Regions from separate parts of the Macaca mulatta genome. Here region 1 is linked to region 2. The links are chromatin contacts, called in public Hi-C maps. All regions are on one chromosome and are shown on one strand. Each heading gives the region's core, a stretch centred on a gene start, on an enhancer-like site or on the middle of the called end of the contact. The rest is flanking DNA. Distances are from core to core; before and after follow the strand shown. Region 1 holds the start of ACTG1 (actin gamma 1). Region 2 holds the start of LOC144335570.

Region 1 (3,795 bases), core at 492-2,991, 160 kb after region 2:
TCACACTTCATGATGGAATTGAAGGTGGTCTCATGGATGCCACAAGATTCCATGCCTAGGGAACAAAGCCCTCCCTTAGTGGTGCTGAGTTGCCCAGGATGAAAAGAGGAGAAAACTTTAGCTCACAACACCTACCCAGGAAAGACGGCTGGAACAGCGCCTCCGGACACCGGAACCGCTCATTGCCGATGGTGATGACCTGGCCATCAGGCAGCTCGTAGCTCTTCTCCAGGGAAGAGGAGGATGCGGCGGTGGCCATCTCCTGCTCGAAGTCCAGGGCGACGTAGCACAGCTTCTCCTTGATGTCGCGCACAATTTCCCGCTCGGCCGTGGTGGTGAAGCTGTAGCCACGCTCGGTGAGGATCTTCATGAGGTAGTCAGTCAGGTCCCGGCCAGCCAGGTCCAGACGCAGGATGGCGTGGGGGAGGGCGTAGCCCTCGTAGATGGGCACCGTGTGGGTGACCCCGTCGCCAGAGTCCATGACAATGCCAGTGGTGCGCCCAGAGGCGTAGAGGGACAGCACGGCCTGGATGGCCACGTACATGGCCGGGGTGTTGAAGGTCTCAAACATAATCTGAGGAGGAACAAGGAGCGGCTTAGTCAAGGACAGAGACCCACGGCCACCCCATGCTCACACGCCACAACATGCCGCATGCCAGTGTGATGTGTGAAGAAAAGAAAAGAACGCAGGCAGAAACCAAATGAGAAACCTGGAGACTTCAGGGAGGAAATGCCGGGAGAGGAACAGAGCCTGGAACAGCGAAAGAAACACTTAAATGTCAGAAATCAAGCTGGGCAAAAAATGACAAGGGAAACGACGGGAGCGCGGGCGTCAGCCGAGCCTCACCTGAGTCATCTTCTCTCTGTTGGCCTTAGGGTTCAGAGGGGCCTCGGTCAGCAGCACCGGGTGCTCCTCTGGGGCCACGCGCAGCTCATTGTAGAAAGTATGGTGCCAGATTTTCTCCATGTCGTCCCAGTTGGTGACAATGCCATGCTCAATAGGGTACTTCAGGGTCAAGATGCCGCGCTTGCTCTGGGCCTCGTCACCCACGTAGGAGTCCTTCTGGCCCATGCCCACCATCACGCCCTGCAGGGATTGACCCGTCAGCCTCGTCGGCGGCACCGAGCCCACCCCGCAACGCAGAACCCAGGAGCCCCGCGGTGCCCTCCACTCACCTGGTGTCGGGGGCGCCCGACGATGGAGGGAAACACGGCTCGGGGTGCATCGTCCCCAGCAAAGCCAGCTTTGCACATGCCGGAGCCATTGTCAATGACGAGGGCGGCGATCTCTTCTTCCATTGCGACCTGCCCGGGAAAAGACGGATTCAGGCGGGCGCCTCTCGAAGACAAACCCCACAGCCCACTAATGTTCCTCCGCGGAGAAGAGGCAGCTCTGCCCCAACCCCGGAGACACAAGCCTCCAAGACCGCAACCACCTAAAACCAGCGGCCGGAACTTTTACGTAACGTCCGCGGCTCGGGACTCTGCACTGCGGCCGGGCCCCGCCCTGGACCCCCGGCGCCCGCCCAACGCCAGTCCGCCCGGCCCGGCCCACCCCGCCTTTTGTTCCCGGTGAAGGCGCGGCGAGGCCTCCGCAGCTCAAAGCAAGGCCAGCCGGGGTCGAGAGGCGCAGGCCTGAGACATGCAGCTCAGGCCCCGGGGCGGGGTGCTTACCGGCGGAGGACTAGGACAGTTGAGCGGCAGAAGAACAAGATGCGCGAGCTGGCGGCGGCGACTGAGACCGTTCGCGGCCTCCCCCGCCGCTATTTAAGCGGAAGCGGCGCGCCCGCGCGGCCCGGCGGCGCGCGCGGCCCCAGAACATGTCCATATATGGCGATCTTTCCGAAAGCCGGGCGCCTATTGGCCCGCCCGGCAGAGACACGTGGGGCCCCGGCCCCAGCCCGCACCGCCTCCCAACGGCCCCGCCCGCGCCACCCCCGCGCGCTCGCGACCCTGCGCGGGTCGGCCATCGGGCGGGGCTGGGTCGGGGCGGCCTCCGGGGGTCGCCGGGAGGACCGAAGGGCTGACGGGCCCGGCCCCGCCCCGGGACTGTCGCGCCGTGGTGAGGGCGCGGCTGCGCCCCGAAACTGCCTGGCCGGGGCGGGGCCGCGCCGGAGCTGGGTTGGGTCCCCAAGGCCTGGGCCACGCTGCGGGGCTTTGCTCCCTGGGACGTCCCTGCGGCCTGTCCCCTCCGGCTCCACGAGGAGCCCGGGCGCCGGTGCCGGGCTGGGGAAGGGGCGCGGCGGGGGTCCCCGACACTCTGCATTCCTGGGCGCGGGGGAGCCCTCACTTCGCCCTGGTCCCCGAGCGCAGCCACCACTATGCAGGTCCTTCCACGGGACGCCCTGCCCCGGGTCTACGTTGTTTTGGAGACCGAGACCCCTTTCTGCCCGACTCATTCCTGCTCCTCAAATCACAGGCCCGATTGTCCGCAGGCGCGCGCTCCGGGTTGGGGCCACCCCGCCCCCTTGTGTGTTGAGGAAGTGGTGTGGAGCGAGGCCTTTGTTTCATTCTGGTCACCTGTAGACATCATAGGGAAACTGAGGTAGACAACGGGAACCCTGACTTTCTTGAAGGTCGGCTCCGCAGTCTCGGACGGTCGGGGGGATCCCCTCGTCTTTTTATGATGCTAATTAAGGGCAGGGGTCAGGGCTGCGTGGGTTTAGGCACTGGCTGGTTCGGGGCGCTCACTCCTTGCCCGGAGCGGCGCCGGTGCTTTGGTTACACACCCCGAGAGGCGCCCGGCACTACAGCTTCCTTGTGCACCGCTGGAATTTTCAGGGTTGGAGCGCCGGCCGCGGAGGGGTGGCAGTCAGGCCGCGCAGTGAGGCGACGGACTCGCCCGAGGTCGCGGGGCGTTCAGCTTGACTCGACAGGCTGGGGGACGGGGCCAGGGTCCCCACGCGGAGTGCCGAGCCCTGCAAGGTTAGCTCGCGACCCCGTGTTTGGGAGTGAGAACAGCGAGTCAGGCACGGCGGCCCGCCCAGCCCACCTGCGGGCTGCAGTCACCCCGGACGCCGAGCCCCGTGCCTAAGGTCCCCGTGCCCCAGGCCTCCCGCGGGTACTGAGCTCTCCAGGCCCAGACTCTCCGGGGACCCGGGCAAGGATGTCAGGTGTGTTCCCTCCCGTGGCGAAGCCGGGGCTGGGCCTCCAACAAACCCACACGGAGTCGCGTCCCTGGTCAGAACCACACAGCCTGCTCGATCCCCGGGTGGGGACTTCCACTTGGGGGGGGTCCCAAGATGCGACGTGCCCCATCGTGGTACACGGAGCGGGTGGGCAATAGCTTGCCCCTCCCGGCCTCCGGCCTCCTCCGAAGCTCCTTTGTCTGGGAAGTGCGGGGAGGCGCCGGCCCCGGGCGCGAGTCCCCGTCCCCCACCCTTCTACCCCACTTTGCGGACCCGAGGCGGCCAGGGTCATGGGGGCGGGGCTGGCGCCTCGAGACCCCGGGGTTCCCCGCCACCCCCAGGGCCTGAGCCGCAGGGAGGGGTGGGGAGGGGGCGCCGCCCCAGGCGGGGGGCGGGGAGCGACTTCCTCCTCTGCGGCCGCGTGACGCGGCGGGGGTCAAGGTGCGGCCCAGGTGTGCGGCGGGGGGCGGCGGCGCGGCCATATTTGGCAATTTCGGCGCCGCCGGAGCCCCGCCCGCCGCCGCCGGGAAGCCCGGCCCGGGGCAGCGCCGTCCCCGCCCGCCGCCGGCCCTGAGTCACGGCGGGCGGGGGGCGGAAGTAACGGACGGGGGGCGCCCGCCCGGCGCTCCTGGCCTTATTTAGTCAAGGAGGCCGCCGATTGGCGCGC
Region 2 (3,915 bases), core at 885-3,384:
GTGCTGGCTCGGTGGTTGGACTGGGGATACGGGAAACGGATGTGGTGAATTGGAGATGACGCCACACGTCCCTTGGTGTGCCGAGGCAAAGGCTTGGGAACGCTGGGAAGGGGGAGGAAAGAGCCAGAAGGTTAGTGCGAGGCGCCCCTTCCCTGTAGCTTGGCCACTCTTTCCAGAAAGTGAGGGCTGGTTTGCAATTAGAGTTATCCCAGAAAGATGAGACTCCCAGGCTGAAAGAGCCACGGTTTATGCCTCAAACAGTAGGAGAAAAGATGGTGGCTGTTCAAGGCCTGTCACTCAGGCAGCTCAGTCCAACAAAAGTGTGCAGGCCTGCGGCAAAGATCAGATGAAGGCTCGGGTTGCGGGGGAGGGGAGCAGATGGCTTTAATGAATCATCTGTCAGTTGGACCCACGGAAAGGCTCCGCCCATCCTAGACAGGCAGGCTTTGGGCTGGGTCTGCTCCCTGGAGACGATGGTGACTTTCTCTAACCCGAGGTGTGGAAGGAAGGGTGGGTCTCACAGATGTCTGGAGGCCAAGGGCTGGCTGGCTGCCGTCCGGCTGTCCAACAGAAGCCGTTACCCCTTCTCACGGGGCCCCTGGCTGCTCTGCACTCCCAGGCTCCCTTGCAGGAGGTGTGGCTGAGTAACTGGTGGTGTCCAACAGAATCTGGCAGAAGCAACGTGCGCCAGTTTCAGGAGTATGTGAACCTTCCAGGAGGCTTTTAGGGTTCCCCCTTCTGATGGCTGGAATGGGGACATCAGAGAGATTGTAGAAGGCAAATGTGCAAGATGACAGGGCAGCCTCCAGCCTGGGGCCCACCCAGGCCCCACCCCGCAGGAGCATTTGCTCAGGCAGGTCAGGGATAGATTAGCCGCTGGCTGGCGTGGGCAGCTATGTTTGGGGTCTGTTTGCTGCAGTTGTGTAACTTGCACTGAGCAAGAGTCTTGGAACACACAGCGTTCAAAAACAACACCAGTAATAGCTTCAGAGAGAAGAGAAAGATATTTTACTCTTTCAAAAAAGAATCTAGGGACATGAACTCAGATTTTTGCTTTTTTCCTTATAATTTTAGGTATTATTCAAAAATTTACAGAAGATTCAGAAACAATAACCAACAAAACCACATTCATGTGAACAAATAAAAATAAGCTTTGGGGCCGGGCACAGTGGCTCGCGCCTGTAATCCCAGCACTTTGGGAGGCCAAGGTGAGTGGATTGCTTGAGGTCAGGCATTTGAGACCAGCTTGACCAACATGGTGAAACCCCCATCTCTACTAAAAATACAAAAATGAGCTGGGCGTGGTGGCGGGTGCCTGTAATCCCAGCTAGTCGAGAGGCTGAGGCAGGAGAATCACTTGAACCCGGGAGGCAGAGGTTGTAGTGAGCCAAGATTGCGTCATTGCACTCCAGCCTGGATGACAAACCAAGACTCTGCCTCAAAAAATATAAAAAATAAATAAAAATAAGACTTAGGAAGACTTCCCAAAAGTCCACTGGATATCTTGGGAAATTAAAACATGGGGCATTGAAACAGGAAATCCTCAAATCGATGGGCCTCAGTTGAGCCCGAGTGAGTGGGCTGGGAGGTCCAGCCAGATAATTCAGTGGAACACAGGTCACAGGGCAGAAAGGTTAGAACGTGTGAAGGAAAAGTTCAGAAACATGGAAAACAGGCCCAGAGTTTTCTCCATCCACTGAAACGGAATTCCAGGGGAGAGGGAACGGGAGGGAGAGAATGTTAACGGAAACCAAGACACAAAACTGCCCAGAGCCGAAAAGACACTTGACGTTTTGGAACACGGGGAAAAAAGAGAAAAGTGTCAAGTGGGGAAAAAACCTGTGAGTTTAAACAAACAACAACAACAACAAAATGAAGAAGAAGTAGAGGAGAAGGAGCAGGAAGAGGAAGAAGAAGAGGTGGAGGAGGAGGAAGAAGGAAGAAAGAAGAAAGAAGAGGAGGGGAAGGAGAGAGGAAAAACATCTTCATCTGACATCACACATTGGCAAGCTGGGATTCAGACACTGTGGAGGGGGCACCTTCACGGCTCGGAGGGAAAATTTGGAGGCTCTAATTCGATGCCAGGCCCAACAGCCATTCAGTGGGGAGGAAGAACAAACACTGTTTTCGGTCATGCCAAGTGCTCAGAGAGTTTCTTTCCAACAAGTACTATCTGAAATCATTACTAGATGAGGTACCCTAGCAAAACAAAACACAAGTCCAAGAGGGAGATGAAGGATACATGGGCCATCGAGGGGCTTCATGCTGGAAACACAACTGTCTGCAAGGAGGCTCTGGATGATGCCAGCACGGGCCGTGGGAGGGGAGGAGGAGGGAGAGAAAACCGCACAGCGGCCGTGTCTTTTCAGAGGGGATCATGTACGACTGAGGAACTCTGGATGGGGTTAGGAAGAGAGAAATATAGTGCACATGTTAAACATTTAAAATAACCGGCTGGGTGTGGTGGCTCATGCCTGTAATCCCAGCACTTTGGGAGCCTGAGGTGGGTGGATCACCTGAGGTCAGGAGTTTGAGACCAGCCTGGCCAAGATGGTGAAAGCTCATCTCTACTAAAAAATACAAAAATTAGCTGGGCATGGTGTCAGACACCTGTAATCCCAGCTACTTGGGAGGCTGAGGCAAGAGAATAATTTGAACTGAGGAGGTGGAGGTTGCAGTGAACCAAGACTGTGCCACTACACTCCGGCCTGGACAAGAGCAAAACTCCATCTCAAAAAAAAAAAAAAAAAAAAAAAATTAACGTCACCACTAGATGAATAGAAATATGTAAATCTTCCAAACCATTAGAAGAAAACAATGGGACAGGCCGGGCATGGTGGCTCATGCCTATAATCCCAGCACTTTGGGAAGCCTAGGTGGGCGGGTCACCTGAGGTCAGGAGTTCGAGACCAGTTTGGCCAACGGTGAAACCTCGCCTCTACTAAAAATACAAAAATTAGCCGAGCGTAGTGATATGCGTCTGTAATCCCAGCTGCTCAGGAGACTGAGGCAGGAGAATCACTTGAACACAGGAGAGGTTGCGGTGAGCCAAGATGGCGCCACTGCACTCCAGCCTGGGCAACAAGAGCAAGACTCCGTCTCAAAAAAAAAAAAGAGAGAAAAACATGGAACAAAGAAGACTTGATGAATCTAACAAAAGCAGGAAATGGGGGCTGTCAGGCGGACAGGAACAGTAAGAAAATGTGGCAACTGAAACCCCAGAGCCAAGTGCCAGGAGGAGGCCCCATGCGGTCATCTCAACAAATGTGAACAAATCACAGTCATGCGTGAAACAACAGATACGCACGGGTTAGATAAAAATTCACAATCCACACGTGCACTGTCACTGAGGCCAACCCCAACCACCAACCCCAACCACTGCCCGCCCCAGGTGCTGGCCTCGGCCCAGTGTCCCTAACCCCACAGAAAGACCGCAGGCAGGAAGTTCATGGGGGAGCCACAGGGTACGTGGACTTGAATAGGACATTATCATCTTTTAAAAATTATTTGGAGGGCCGGGCACCGTGGCTCACACCTGTAACCTCAGCATTTTGGGAGGCCAAGGCGGGCGGATCATGAAGTCAGGAGTTAGAGACCCAGCCTGGCCAGCATGGTAAAAACCCATCTCAGCTAAAAAATACAAAAATGAGCCAGGTGTGGTGCTGCGCACCTGTAGTCCCAGCTACTCGGGAGGCTGGGGCAGAAGAAGTATCACTTGAACCCAGGAGGCGGAGGTTTTGGTGAGCAGAGATCGCGCCATGGCACTTCCAGCCTGGGTAACAGAGCAAGACTCCGTCTCAAAAAATTAAAAAAAAATTTTTTTGGGGGGGCTTGTTTGGTTTTGTGGAGTTTTTTGAGGCAGGGAGTACAGCAGCAGGATCACAGCTCATTGCAGCCTCAACCTCCCAGGGTCAA

Evidence for each region. A called contact is a pair of places that touch in the nucleus more often than the background predicts.
Region 1: a Hi-C map of fetal cortical plate shows a contact between it and region 2, with 2.6 times the contacts expected there. The contact joins the promoter of ACTG1 here to the promoter of LOC144335570 in region 2. A contact is called at or near these places in 2 of 14 Hi-C or Micro-C datasets (fetal cortex germinal zone and fetal cortical plate).

What each region holds. Positions count from the first base shown.
Region 1 is chr16:91,216,463-91,220,257 of T2T-MMU8v2.0, forward strand. It overlaps ACTG1 (actin gamma 1), which reads right to left and starts at 1,742. Exons shown (of 6, transcript XM_015120580.3): 1 at 1,675-1,742; 2 at 1,177-1,305; 3 at 848-1,087; 4 at 136-574; 5 at 1-55. The coding sequence starts at 1,299. LOC144336058 reads left to right here and starts at 1,929. Exons shown (of 4, transcript XM_077973370.1): 1 at 1,929-2,545; 2 at 2,782-2,925. The coding sequence starts at 2,322.
Region 2 is chr16:91,054,733-91,058,647 of T2T-MMU8v2.0, forward strand. It overlaps LOC144335570, which reads right to left and starts at 2,135. Exons shown (of 8, transcript XM_077971062.1): 1 at 2,040-2,135; 2 at 31-102. The coding sequence starts at 2,135. It also overlaps the pseudogene LOC144335571.